3 separate regions of the Mus musculus genome follow, and regions 1 and 2 are each linked to region 3. The links are chromatin contacts, called in public HiChIP or PLAC-seq and promoter capture Hi-C maps. All regions are on one chromosome and are shown on one strand. Each heading gives the region's core, a stretch centred on a gene start, on an enhancer-like site or on the middle of the called end of the contact. The rest is flanking DNA. Distances are from core to core; before and after follow the strand shown.

Evidence for each region. Promoter capture Hi-C pulls out the DNA fragments that hold promoters and counts their contacts. HiChIP or PLAC-seq counts read pairs in DNA pulled down with a chosen protein or histone mark.
Region 1: a contact with region 3 is called in an H3K27ac HiChIP or PLAC-seq map of stem cell-derived epiblast-like cells, with 12 times the contacts expected there. The contact joins two enhancer-like sites. A contact is called at or near these places in 2 of 115 datasets of contacts at active chromatin or transcription factors (epiblast stem cells and stem cell-derived epiblast-like cells).
Region 2: a promoter capture Hi-C map of stem cell-derived epiblast-like cells shows a contact between it and region 3, with 4 times the contacts expected there. The contact joins the promoter of Csmd1 here to the enhancer-like site in region 3. A contact is called at or near these places in 15 of 39 promoter capture datasets (the 3T3-L1 cell line, 3T3-L1-derived adipocytes, the C10 cell line and 9 more), 1 of 15 datasets of contacts at CTCF or cohesin (stem cell-derived epiblast-like cells), 1 of 484 Hi-C or Micro-C datasets (the HPC-7 cell line), 7 of 115 datasets of contacts at active chromatin or transcription factors (embryonic forebrain, embryonic stem cells, forebrain and 2 more) and 1 of 9 other capture datasets (embryonic stem cells).

The regions. Positions count from the first base shown.
Region 1 is chr8:17,652,574-17,657,090 of GRCm38.p6, forward strand. No RefSeq gene overlaps it. Among named protein-coding and RNA genes, the nearest start is that of Gm39137, 93 kb to the left of the region's middle. Within about 2 kb of position 1,393, at least 23 of the 459 cell types and tissues checked have an H3K27ac peak or open chromatin away from gene starts, as enhancers often do. A contact at or near this core is called in stem cell-derived epiblast-like cells, where this site is marked.
Region 2 is chr8:17,533,898-17,538,372 of GRCm38.p6, forward strand. Csmd1 (CUB and Sushi multiple domains 1) reads right to left here and starts at 1,488. Exons shown (of 70, transcript NM_053171.2): 1 at 993-1,488. The coding sequence starts at 1,077.
Region 3 is chr8:18,379,908-18,384,275 of GRCm38.p6, forward strand. No RefSeq gene overlaps it. Among named protein-coding and RNA genes, the nearest start is that of 1700014L14Rik, 48 kb to the left of the region's middle. Within about 2 kb of position 1,949, at least 11 of the 459 cell types and tissues checked have an H3K27ac peak or open chromatin away from gene starts, as enhancers often do. A contact at or near this core is called in neural tube and stem cell-derived epiblast-like cells, where this site is marked.

The DNA.
Region 1 (4,517 bases), core at 143-2,642, 730 kb before region 3:
GTGTTTCTAGCACTGTTTCTAAAACTGAGTGGTACATTGTTTTTATTTTTATTTTTGTCGCTTTCTTGGTGAGAGAGAGAGAAAGAATAGGAGGTTGGGTAAGTAGAGGGCTGGGGAGGATCTAGACAGAGTTGGGGATAGGAATATAATCAAAATATATTATACATTTTTAAAAAATAACAAAAAAGAAATAATTGTAATGGTTGTGTTATTGTTTAAAAGGCAACTGAGATATTAGAACTTGAGCTATCAGCTTTCCAGAGGACTTCTTGAGTGACTGAGTGCTGACAGGATGTCAGGACATTTACCTGTGCTCTACAGAGTGCGTTTCTGGGGCCAAGTGCTCTCTAAGAATGCTGGTGCTCAACCTGCAGTGCATCTGTGGTTATTTACCTGCTAGGCTTTGCCACATCTCAGTTGTCAAGCACTGAGGGATGGATGCTCATAAGCAGTAATGCCAGGGGATGGGATAGTGAGACAGGGGAGGGCTGTGTAAGCCCAGTTAGAATTGTCTGATAACATTAAAGCCTCTAGCTATTGTGGCCTTGGAGACATGGAGGAGTCAGCCCAAGCCTCTGAGGTCAGGTGTCTTAAAACGCAGGGGCAGTAGACTTAAGGGGCACTGTCTAACCTGCATTCTATCACTGAGAAGCTCTGATTATGTTTTGATTTTTTTTTTCCAGAATTGCAAACTTAGGGGTATGAAAAGACCATATTTTTCAGGCTTGTGTAGTGTCTGGATTTAATCTCATCTGCAAATGTCACATTCTCCTGGGCATTTGTGCGGAAACCTGCTTTACAATGTCCTACTCGCAAACACCCTGGTTTACCATCGTCTTCAGATCTCCCATTTTCCATAAGGGAACCTCCAGCTCTGAAAAAGGCAAAAGATAAGCTCAAAAGTTCCCCAGTTTGCTTGCAGCTCTGAAGATGGTAACTTGAGAAACATGCAAGTAATTCCTAAGACAGAAATGGCATTGCAGTATTTTTTTCACAAAAATATCCCACTTATTTGTGAACTTGCCTCAATTATATTTATCTGCATCTACTCGAAAACAAAGCATTGTGGGAAACTGAAAGGAAAAGTATGGGTTCAGGATCCCCCAAGGCCAAGTTCTCAACACAAAGATTTATTTACCCCAGAGGGACAGAAGATAGGAAATAAGAGACAGGAGATAAAGGACGGGGGAGGGGAGTAAGGGAACAAGGGAGAGGGACCAGGGATAATTTGTCCCAGAGTAGGAGAAGGGCTTTCTCTAGATAAAGAGGACAAAGACATGGCAACATAGAAAAAGGGCAGTTTATAAAGGTACAAGGGGAGACCGGTGTCAGGATGAGCTCGTTTGTTTTGATTGGGCATGTTAATTAGGTGAGCCAAAGGGGACTTTTGATTGCTGGACTTTAATCCTTTCACAGCTGGACCTTGGCAGTCAGCCTCAGGAGGAGGAAGTGGCCAAATAAGGGAAGAGACCTTGGTGGCTAGCTTTAGGAATGTAATCTAACAGGTTTTTTTTTGTTTTGTTTTCTTGATAAAAAAAAAAGTGGAATGTGAGAGAAGAGTAAGACCTGTCAGCATCATGCTCCACCACACTACAGTAGACAAGAGTGCTTTCAAAAACTGCTTGCCCTGTTGACCTGGGAAACAGACCTGTGCCTTGCTTAGCCATCATCAGACATGCTTTCTCCTGTAGCAGATAAGAACAAATACATAGAATCACAGCCAGATGATATGCAGAATGACTGACATTCAAACATTTCCCTCCAAAAAGATTGTATCCATCGATCCTTCCCCTTTGTGCTCAGGGAACCCTGTAGAGGAGGAGGTGGAAATAGTTTAAGAGCCAGAGGAGATGGAAGGCACGAAGAAATCAAAGCCTTCTGAGCACAGCAGGAACAATACATATGCACATATGTAGAGTATGGCATCATGCATAGGGCTAGCATTAGCCTATACAAGCAGATGGTCCATAGAAAATGAACCACCATAGATGTCATCTTTGGAGGTTCTTTGGTTTATTATGTGAAGTCAGAAGTGTGTTTGTTTGTTTGTTTGTTTACTTTTAACATTATAGGTACTTTATACATATATATATATATATATATATATATATGTGTATGTATATGATTCATGTGTTTGCAAACTTATATCTCTGCATCTCATGTGTATCTTGTGCTTTCTCGTGGACTCTTTTTTTTTTTTTTCTTGTTTGGATATTTATTTCTATTCAGGTTTGGTTGGTTTTTTTTTATATTATTTTGTTGTTATTCCTTAGGTGCCGGTTTTCATTTTTTCTTTTGATTTATTCTTCTCTCATACTATCCATCCAACCTCAGATTCCCTTCCCTCCACCCACCCCATGGCCCCCTACTTTCTCTCTCCTGAAGAACCATTGCCCCATCATTTCCGTTCAGAGAGCAGCAGGCTTCCCAGAGAGAGAAAGAATGTGTGTGCATCTTGATGGCAGGGAAGGTAGAGAAGACCTGGGAGGAGAATGTGGAGGGCAAACCATAATCAGAATATACTGTATAAAAAATCTATTTGCAATCTTTTAAAACAAAAAATATTTAATCAATATATCTATAAATTGGTGAGATATATGAATAAAATTATTAAATACTAGATATAAAACATGACCATAAATAATTCAGAACTCTATACAGACCAAACTCTATAAACATTTTTATAATTTCAAAATAAATAATAAATTATTTCTACATTATATAAACATAATTAACACAGTACCATTTAGTCATAAATGCCTGGTTTTGATAAAGTATGGGATCATGTTTGGAGCAGAATAGATTTTCTTTACCACCAAAAGAGAAAGAAGTAATTTAATTCTGAACTGACTTTTAGCTTTATCAACACTGTAATTAAGGCATACACAAAGGTATTTTTTCCTTTAACTTAAAGTCTCCAAGCATAGCTGGGGTGGGGGCTGTGAAGTAGGGTTGGTCTTAAGGAGCACACATCTACAGTGTGCAGACAAGCTGAATTTCCAATACAAACTTATCCACTCGGCTTTAAGTAAAAGTGTCTTTATTGAGGTGTAACTTTCCCATCCCACTGTTGACCTATTTAAAGTGTATGATTCAAGTGTTCTCAACATACTGAAGGAGTGGTGTGGCTGTCACCACAAGGGTATTTGAACATTTTTATGTCTCTAAATTGAAACTCCAAAATCTGCCATGCTAAACATTCCCTTCCCTTCCCTTCTCCAGATACTCACTCCTATCTACTCTCTGTCAAGTCCATGCTTCTCTGAGGCACTATTTTAACATTCCTGCTATTGAAATTCTGCTTAATACTTCTCTGACATCTCCTTCCCCTGCTAAGCCTGCAGTTTTCTAGTGACCACCAGTTTTCTCAGGGCCTCATAAAGAACAGCATTTATTTGGATGCCAAGTCCAACCAAGGTCATGTGGTACCTGTCTTTCTTGTCTGGCTTAAGCAGCCTCATAGAACATTATCTGGGATCATTCACATTGCTCTCTATAAAAGGATTGCATTTTTATGGTCAGATACTACCCTGGTATGTATATGTCCATCATGTTTTCTTCATACAGCCACGAACAGATGGATACCTATTTTGATTCCAAACCTTGGCTATTCTGAATATGGCATTCAATATGTCAGGACTTGCATCTTCTTGATAGGCATATTCATTTCCTTTCAATATAAAACCAGTACTGTGATTTTATGATCCTAACATCAAAATAAAAAGACAACTCAGAGAGGGAGAGCCAATACTTGCAAACTATACATCAATATAGTGTTGATATGCAAAGTTAATAGGAAATTCAAGCCATTTAGCAACAAAAAAAGCAAATATACTGTTTTTTTAAAATAATTTGAGTAATCATTTTTCAAAATCAAGAAGTAAGCTGCATACAATTAATTCAAATTAATACAGTAATTCAAATTTATGTGTATAATACCCATGTATCCCTCCTACAATAAGTACACACACATCAGAGACACAGACATGCACACAAACACACACAACCTCCCACCCCCTAAACACACACACACACACACAAAACTGATGTTTTCATCAGACACCATTATCATTGTGGTCACAACAATTTCATATTTAGAAATTGTTCTTCCAAGTCTTTGGGCACCAGATCTACTCTTTCACAAAATTCTTTTTTTTATTGTAGTCTTGGTTACTCTTGCCTTAATTTCTTCACCTCACAAGCCTGACTATAAGAAGGAAAGGCCAATTTGTCCCAGCAACCTGGCAGGATTTTTAGGGCTGCCTATATGGAGTGAGTTTGTGTTCTAATCATTTCACAAAAGAGGAGCAGAGCATTCAGAGTTAAGTGAGTCTTTAACCGAATGGCGTGCTATTTATTTATTTATTTAGTCTTATTGACTTTAGATATGGTGACCTCAGACTCTTTGGATGATATTTACTGCCGAAGTGATCGTCTAAGCAGCCAAGAATCCGTGACCTTTTGCCTCTCCTCCCCAGTATCCATAGAATGCTCTTTTATAATCAAAATGATAATGC
Region 2 (4,475 bases), core at 238-2,737, 850 kb before region 3:
ATCAATCCTCTCTCTCTCTCTCTCTCTCTCTCTCTCTCTCTCTCTCTCTCTCTCTCTCTCTCTCTCTCCCTCTCTCTCTCTCTCCTTCTCCCCCCTTCCTCCTCTCTTTCCTCCTCCTTCCCATAGACTAAACCTAGCGCACAGGAGCTGTTACCAGCCCGAAGGTTGCAGCTTGTAGAGACTTAGGAGAAAACATCCCCTAACTCCTTTCAAGGAGAAAGCCAAATTCTCTGAGACAAAAAAGCCCCAGGAACCATACAGAAATAGCCCTTTCCTTTGGTTGATCAGACTTTGACAGGGGTTGCCTCTGCACCCACAGAGAATTGATCTGCTAGGGAAACCTGACCAGAACTCCCCACTGGCTTCACCCACCTTGCCAGATATCACAACTTGCAAAAAAGCAAAGTCCAGGGAAGGAAAGAGGAGGCGACATCCCAGAGACAGCTAGTTTGAGTACCTTGGAGGGGAAGCATAGGAATGGGGTGAGAGGAGGTGTAAGGCTATGGGAACACCACTCAGCTAGGAGCTCTCTCTGATGGCACAGGAGCCCGGCGAGCTTGAACTTGCCAGGCTGACGGTGCCCAGTATGTTTCCCAGGTGCGCTGGGTCCGGGGAGAAGTCGTGGGAACTACCCCAGCCTGCGACCCGCCAAGCCCACCAAGCGCCAGGAGCCAAGGCGCAGTTCTCTGCCCAACTCGTGTCGGGCTCTCTTCTCCTTGACAACCCACAGTACACAGCACAGAGAGAAATGTCGTTTAAGCCCAAGTGAGGGGGAAGGAAGGGCGGGGGTGGGGCGGGGGCAGATGAGGGGTGGGAAGAACGCGATGGAAGCTCGGTATCGGGCGCTGCGTTCCCTAGCGTCGCTGGTGGACAGCCACCCGGTCGGTGCCTGCCGCTTGGTCCCTTACAATCCTCAGATCAGACACTCGCGTTCGCAAACCGGGCCTCCGAGGGTTCGGCCGTCTCCCCGGTACCGAGCTAGCCTGTCTTACCCTTAGCTGCAGTGAGGAGCCCCGCGCACAGAACCGCCAGCACCAGAGGCAGGAGCAGCGACTTGAATTTCCTCCACGCAGTCATGTCTGCAGATATTCCACACGCACACGACACGGATGGCTCCTCTCGGATGCGCCGGTCTCCTCCGAGGAACAACCGGGCTCTAAACAGAGTCCGGTAATCACCAAAGGGCAAGGCGAGCTGGCAAGAGCTCCGGGTCCCCAGCCCGGCCGCGCATCTGACGCCTCCCGCAGCTCTGCGCGCCCGGCTCGCTCCGCTCCCGTAGCATCGGGTCCGAGCCACTGCGGGGCTGAAGATGCTCTGAGCGAGCGCAGCCCCGGGGCTGCCGGGGCCGGGGACGAGCGCCGGCCGAGCCGGGCAGGAAGGCACCAAGGCGGCGAGGCTGCGGGAGGGGGCGAGGCGGGAGAGGAGCGCGCGCAACCGGGAGCAACCTGGAGCGGAGGCAGCTGGAGAGAGAGCCAGCGAGTGGGAGGTGCGGGAGGGGCGCGGGGGGAGGGGGGAGCAGGGCTGGAGCGGGAGGAAGGCGGGGAGCGAGCGCCGAAGACAGGCTGCTAGAGGCGCAAGGAGCCGCTGCCGTGGTGGCTGGACTCAACCATCCTACCCACCGAGAGGGGAAGGAGGCTGGCACCGCGCAGTCCGGGACTCAGCCTGGCCTCGGGCTTTCAGGCCCCTGCTAGTGCTCCCGCAGGCAGCGCAGCGTTCAGTCTCTGGCGCGGCTGCGCGCAGGCTGGAGCACGGAGACTTGTTGGGCGCTCAAGTGGGAGAAGCCCACGCTGCGCACCGGGGAAAAACCATACAATTGGCCACGCGAGCGAGCCCGAGGGCTCTGTGGGGGCAGGCAGAGGCCAGCCTCCATCCTTCTCTTTCTCTACTGACCAGAAGAAGACCTCTGCCTAAGTTAGGAAAGAAATGCAGGTGGGGGAAGAGAATGGGCCCAGCTGTGACTGAAACTGGGAGCAAAATGGTGCTTTTAAAAGAAATTATAAATTACCTTTGAAAAGGTGACTGTCTGCAACTATGATGAGCCTCTGACAGGTTCCTGTTCTGCTCCTGTTTAGTCCTGTTAGTGTTACCCTCATTGCAAGCCCAGCTCTATGTGGGAAACAAAATGAATCTAAACAACCCAACTGGGCTGCCACCCTGTTCTGGTTGTGAGAGCAGGAGAATTGACAAAAGTGTAGTGAACCCCAGCATCACATCCAGCATTCCTGCAAGAGGGATCAGAAGGAAGTTCCTAAAAGCAGGTCTACTGCAGCCAGTGAGTGCACACAGAGTAAACTACTAGAAAAAGGCTGTAGGTTAATTGAAAAAATCCAAACCAGGTGAAGGCTAGAGTTCACAGATGCTCCATTCTTAGAAAGGATTCGGGAGTTCTAGAGGATAGGATGGAAGGGGCCAGGGATGGACATCTCAGGCCCCCAGCATGGGAACATTCATCCCATGCTGACTGTGAGTTGTTCACACCAAGGAATGAGGATGGTGTGTGGAGGCAGGCTGATGGCCACATCATCGCACCAGCATTGTGCCCACTGTTAGGGGCAGAGTCACGGTGTGCCACTCAAGTTTAGTGTTCTAGAGCTTTCTTGCTCCCTGAAGCCCACGGATGACGTGAGGGCATGAGAGTGACTCCAAAAATGTAGAGTCACCGGCTGTACCTTACCTTCCAAGAGTAACCAGAGACTTTATCCAGCCTAGAATCCTTCTCCTGGAGATTGGAGCTCCCCAGAAAAAAAAAAAAAAAAAAAAAACCCTGGGCTCTGTTCTCCTGCAGGTTTCCCCCAGGCTCTCTTGGAACTGATCTGAAGTTTTTTTGTTTTGTTTGTTTGAAAGTATCCTCCCATTGCTCTTCCCTTATCCCTAGGGGAGAAAATTCCAGGCTATCTCTCTAAAGCAATGGATTGAGAATGATGCCCTGTGTGCTTCAGTGTGACAGGGAGTGGAAGGGGTCACCTACAGTGTGATTTTAAGTCATTCCCCCAGGTGTTATTTACACTCCAGCAAGTGAACAACAACAACAAGACCTATTAGGAGATCCGATAGCTCATCCGCTGCTCCTCCTTAGGACCCATTGATCTACAGAAGCAGCATAGCTGAAGACCTCCATGAGAAACGGTGTCCTGTCTTCTGAATGCCACTCCTAATGACTCATGTCACCAAGAAGGATTTCTGCCATTAAAAACCATTTCCAAATCTCACTTCTTTGTCGGGGGGAGGGGGGGTGTGGGGGGGGGCTCCCAGATGGAGCCATGTTATTAGGGTCCGAATCAAGAATGTTCAGTGTCACCTGAGATGTCAAACACCTTTGCTTTGCACAGAATGGTGGCACTTTGACAACTCAAGATTGAGTGGCTCCTTCATGGCCACAGGCTTAAAGACCCTTTTTCTTTCAGATCCAGGGTGATACAGACCGGTAGAGACAGCACTCAGGAGACAGACGGGGCCATCACCTCAAGTTCAAGCCCAGCCTGGTCTAGGAAGAGAGTTTCAGGCTAGCCAGAGCTACACAGGGAGGCCTTGTCTCAAAACAACAATAATTAAAACACTTTTTGGGGGGATGCTTTTGTTGCAAATTATCTATTTGAGTAAAATTGTAGAGCAACAACAGTCAAAAAAATGACAATCACTTTGTTTCAGATTAGAAAGGAAGAAAGATCCTGAGTCTGGAAGTTAGAACGACCTTGTCAGATTGCAACTTGATTGTGAGCCCAAGGCATAAGACTGTCCAGGAAGAATAGCTCATTTTGGAGGAATGTGATAATATTGGGAATCTCCCCCACCTAGGATCTCAGGCACTTCACAGCCCAGAAGGAAACCATGGGGCTCTGCTGCCATCTAGTGCTCTGCTTTTCTTTTAGGAAAGCCATAATCCCATCTCTTTTTCATCTTCCACTCCGGTCACCTACCTTCTTGGAAGATTTTGCCGAGTATACCTTCATATCCCTATGCCATAGACAAAGAACATTGATAGCATCCTAGAGGGTCTCCCCTCTTTGGGTCTCTGATTTGATATGAGGGCGTAATTTCCCTCAGATCTGAGAAGGCCCTAATTTAGAATTGTTACAAGGTAATCTCAGTGAGGGACAGTGAGATTTCACCCCTAGAAATGCTGCGGGGCCTCTTTGCAGTGACTGGAAGGTTTGTGCCACTGCATGGGTGTGGACATCTTTCTCAGTCTCTGCAGAGCACTCTTCGGCCTCCACAACCTGGATAAGCTACTCTAGAAACATGGTTGGTATCCAGACTGGCCCGGAGGAGTTCAAAGAGAAAGAGCAGAGAGGCCCCTGCTGTGCTGAAAAGATGGCGATGTCCCTGAGGGCCCAGCATCATCCACATGAAGGATGACAACCTAAACGTTCAAGAGATGAAAAGCCCCTGTGAGATGGAATCACCTAAGGAGAGGACAGAAACATGATGCTTGAGATAAATATAGATTGCTTTTCACAATGTACAAATGAGAATAC
Region 3 (4,368 bases), core at 699-3,198:
ATGAACACAGCAAGGAAGGAAGGAATTAATTTCTTTCATAATCCTTTATTATATGGGTTTGTTTGTTTATTTGGGAGGGGGGATTTGGGGAAGGTTTTTGTATTGTTTTGGGCATTTGAGCAAATCTGATATAATTACCACCTACATATCCTGTGACCCAACAGAATTAGCCAATTATTTGGGGAGCCATGGAGTTTTATCTCAGGAGGCTCTAGAACCTCGGTGCAAAAGTGAATTTCATTATGAGAAATAAGACTGAGGCCTCCAGGATTATCCATACTAAAAGATGATAGTACTGCAGTCTAGAGTTATAGGCACTCCTTTGTGTATATTTTGCTAATTGAATGTACTTCTCAAGCAGGCTGAAATATCACTGTGAGTTGGATAACCGTATGAACTGATAGGGGGGACTTTGAGCTTCACTTGGGGTGTCGAAAATATGAAAAAGGACAACTATTTACCCCAAATATTCTCACTCAGTCTCCATTGGCACACCAAGCTCTCGGCCCATTGGAAAGCAGATTCAGGTCATAGGATGTGAAGTGCCAGACTCCAAGCATCAACAATGTGTGATTCTCCATCTTACACAGCCAAGCCTTGAGGCATACAAAAGTAGATGCTCCTGAGAAGAAAGGGAAAGAGGGAAAGTGAGAAAGTTGCCAAAGGGCATTGTGATCCCACATCCAAAGATGTACATACTCAGCCAAAGCTCGGCCCTTAGCTCTCATCTCTACCTTTCCCAAGTCCTCTTCCTTTCCCTCCAAACATTCACAGCTTTGTGACCCATCTTCAGCATTTACCAAGCACTGGAGATGGTTCTTTTTTAAGGATCCTTCACATGATGCAGAAAATCTTTGTTTTATTTTATTTTATTTCTTACCTATTCACTTTACATCTGTTCACAGCCCGCCTCCCAATCACTTCTTCCCACAATCCTCCCCCATCCTCCTTCCCCTTCTCCTCTTGCTAGAAGAACCTGCGCCAAGGGGGTGGGGGGAGATGTGAAAAGGAAAAAGGACACAGAAACAGAAATTACAAACACCTCCAAGGATGTCCTAGCCCAGCCCAAAGACCAACACCAGATATTAGGGCTCTTGGAGGAGATCCTGTATCCAGGCCCAAATATTAACCTACAAGAGCTGCACCTCTCCCTGACTACCATACCCAGGGGTCACTGTTCCAGGGGTAACAAAAGAGTTCTGCCTTCTAATAAAGCCAATACAGCATAACTAGTTTCAATCCCGAGTTCCCTTAACAAGCCCAAGCTTTGAGTATTTTGTTATAATACCTTCAAATAGCACAAATCCCTAACCACAATGTTGAAATTACTCAAGGGTGTGGAACTCCTCCTGGGCCACTTAAACAATAGCTTTAGGAAGCCAGCACCTGCAAACTGAGATGAGACTCAGTGAGGTTACCTGGAAGCTGTTACCAGGCATCTCCTGTCAATTAGAATAGGCTGGCGAAGCTACCCAATTACAAGGCATTACTGTTGCCTATTCCTACGGAGACTATCTCTTGCTCCAGAAACAGTCTTCTGGAAATAACAGCAGTGTTTTCCTGTATTTCATTGAGTTTCAGGTTTCCCCCGTGGGCCGGTTACTAGTATGCTTTGTTTTATACTTCAACAGTCTTTCTACAAATTGAAATCTGGAACCAAGCGTCCTACTCCTGAAGGGATTTGTTGCTTGTCTGTGGATGTCACCTAAACAAGAGAGTAACAGGCTATTCAGTGGGAAGGGTTTGGTTTCAGCATTTTGCCCTGTGCTTAGGAAAAGCTTTCCACTTCATTCCTGAACCATAAATCTCAATCCTGCAGCCATGGGTTCAATCAAACAGGATGGGAGCAGGGAGGCATCTAGCTTCATTAAGGCATCACACTGGGAAGGGTGATTCACACATTCTTTAGTCCTCTCTTCTTCCTCTCAGCCCAAGCTGGTAATCAAAGGGAAGATTGCTCTAAAATGCAAATCAGGTGTCTAACAGAAGGCTTTGCTGGGGGAAATCTCTATTAGAAGTGCTGGGTTTGCTAAAACAGCAGAGGCCCCCGGGGTGACGTCATTGTTCCTTTGAAAGAGTCAAGACACCCTGAACCAGTATATCTTCCTTAGGATAAAAGCTTGTTCAATGAAACCGTTTGGCCTCACATCAAGAATAGCTTTAAAACAAGACTGGCTGGTCCCAAATGGACTTCCCTTAACACAATAATGTGTAATGAATGAGTGCCTAGCCAGCTGAGTGGCCAGCCAGTGCTCCTATCAAGCAGATTCCAGTCTTCACAGGGAGAGTGTCCCTTTGGCATTAAGACTCCCATAAAGCACAAGGCAACCTGGCAGTTACTCCACACTCCTGAAACCCCAGAGGCTCTGATGGCTGGAGGCAGGTGGGGATCCGGGAGCTCTCTTCGATGGAATGCTGCCTTTATCCTCTCTCTGCTCCCTGGTCCACAACCTCAGAGATGGCAACCTTAACTGGAATTAGATTATGGGTCAGATTTTACTGGCAGATAGTGAGGAGCCCCTGCTGCCTAGATCTAAAGTTTGTATTCCAGTTGTTCACCACCCTCATGACGTTAGCATTTCTTCTAGGCTCTGCCCCCGATGCTACTTGGCAACAGCCAGGTATACATGACTCACTATAAAAGTTGCTGCTTGCCCCCTCCTCACTCTCTTGCTCCCTTGCTCTCTTATCCCCTTTGTGCCCTCTCTCCCCATTCCCTTCCCTTCCCTTCCCTTCCCTTCCCTTCCCTTCCCTTCCCTTCCCTTCCCTTCCCTTCCCTTCCCTTCCCTTCCCTTCCCTTCTCTCTTCTCTTCTCTTCTCTTCTCTTCTCTTCTCTTCTCTTCTCTTCTCTTCTCTTCTCTTCTCTTCTCTTCTCTTCTCTTCTCTTCTCTTCTCTTCTCTTCTCTTCTCTCTCTCCCTCCCTCTCTCTCCTCTCTTCCCCCTGCCTTTCTCTGTCTCTACTACCCCCTCAACTTCCCTCCCATACCCTAAATAGATTCTATTCTAGACTATAGAATAGTATAGTATAGTATAGTATAGTATAGTATAGTATAGTATAGTATAGGTTGGTACCTAAGGGGGAAGGGATGCCCCAGCATGGGGCCACAGAGGCACCCCCTTCCCCCACACCATACTGTGCCTCTATCGAACATATCCCTGGCTCCTTTTCTTTTTTATAAACATAATGCATGCCCTTGGTGAAGGAGGTGACTTATGTAGATGTCTTGGTGGGAAAGGACTAGGATGCAGAACTAGAGGCAAACTGTGGTCCAAAAGGTAAGGAAGAGCTGCAGACTCTTAACAGAGTAGCAGTCTCAGAAAGACGAACTGCAGAGGCAGCTTAACTGTAAGGTTCCTCCTCCATACACGCAAAGACTGGAGTTCAGATCCCAGCATCCATGGTAGCCAAGCATGCTGGGATATGTCTAAAATGCCAGCACTGGGAAAATGAGGGTGGGGAATAAAGGAGGGGTGAACACTTGTGTTCATTTCATTGGCCAGACAGTGTAGCTAACAGATAAACTAAATTACAAGATCAATGAGACACCTTGCCTAAAAAAAAAAAGAAAAAAAAAAAAAAAGAAGGTGGAAAGCCATCAAGGAAGACACCTGACACCAACAACAGGTTTCCACATGTATAGGCACATGTGCGTACTTCACAGTAAAATACAAACACACACACACAGACACAGACACACATACACACACTCTGAAACAATGTATAGGATGTAGAAAACATTGAGGCTTGGTACATTGGTGTATGAGAGGGAGAAGACTCGGGTTTCTGATACAGGCGTGTGGGCACAAAGCACAATGGATTCTCTAAGAATGCAGTTCAGTAGCTCCGTAAGGAAAGTAATGAGTTTTATTAGATTCAAATGTCTTTGATTTAATTGAATTCCACTTTTGATTCTCAGATGAATGAAGCTATAAATCACTTCTGAAATTATAAATAGCAATAGATAGATAGTACCATTGTGTTGGAAAGAAACTTTCCTCTCTGCCAGGCTGGAGGTGCCCTTTGACAGGAGTCTCCTCCTTTGGCTTCCAGTGAAGTCATGCTCTCCCTGAGGCAAACCAGGATGGGGTGGTGACAGCAGCAAGAGCCCACCAGCAGGATGCTCTCGGGGGTCTATGCTAGAGTCAAATGCCTTTCTCCACTGGCTTCCTTCGCTCATGCTCTTACAGGTTCTGAGCATCCTCCAGCTGGTGAGGCCTCCTTTATGTGCATGCATAGATTTGAAGGAAAGCCTCCATAACGTGTTCTAAGACAGCTCAGAATAGAACTGCCTCTGGACCACTCTCTTCTCCTCTGCAAGTGTTTCAGAGGCTCCCTTCTGAAAACATTTTATCCCTCATTTTCTCCTG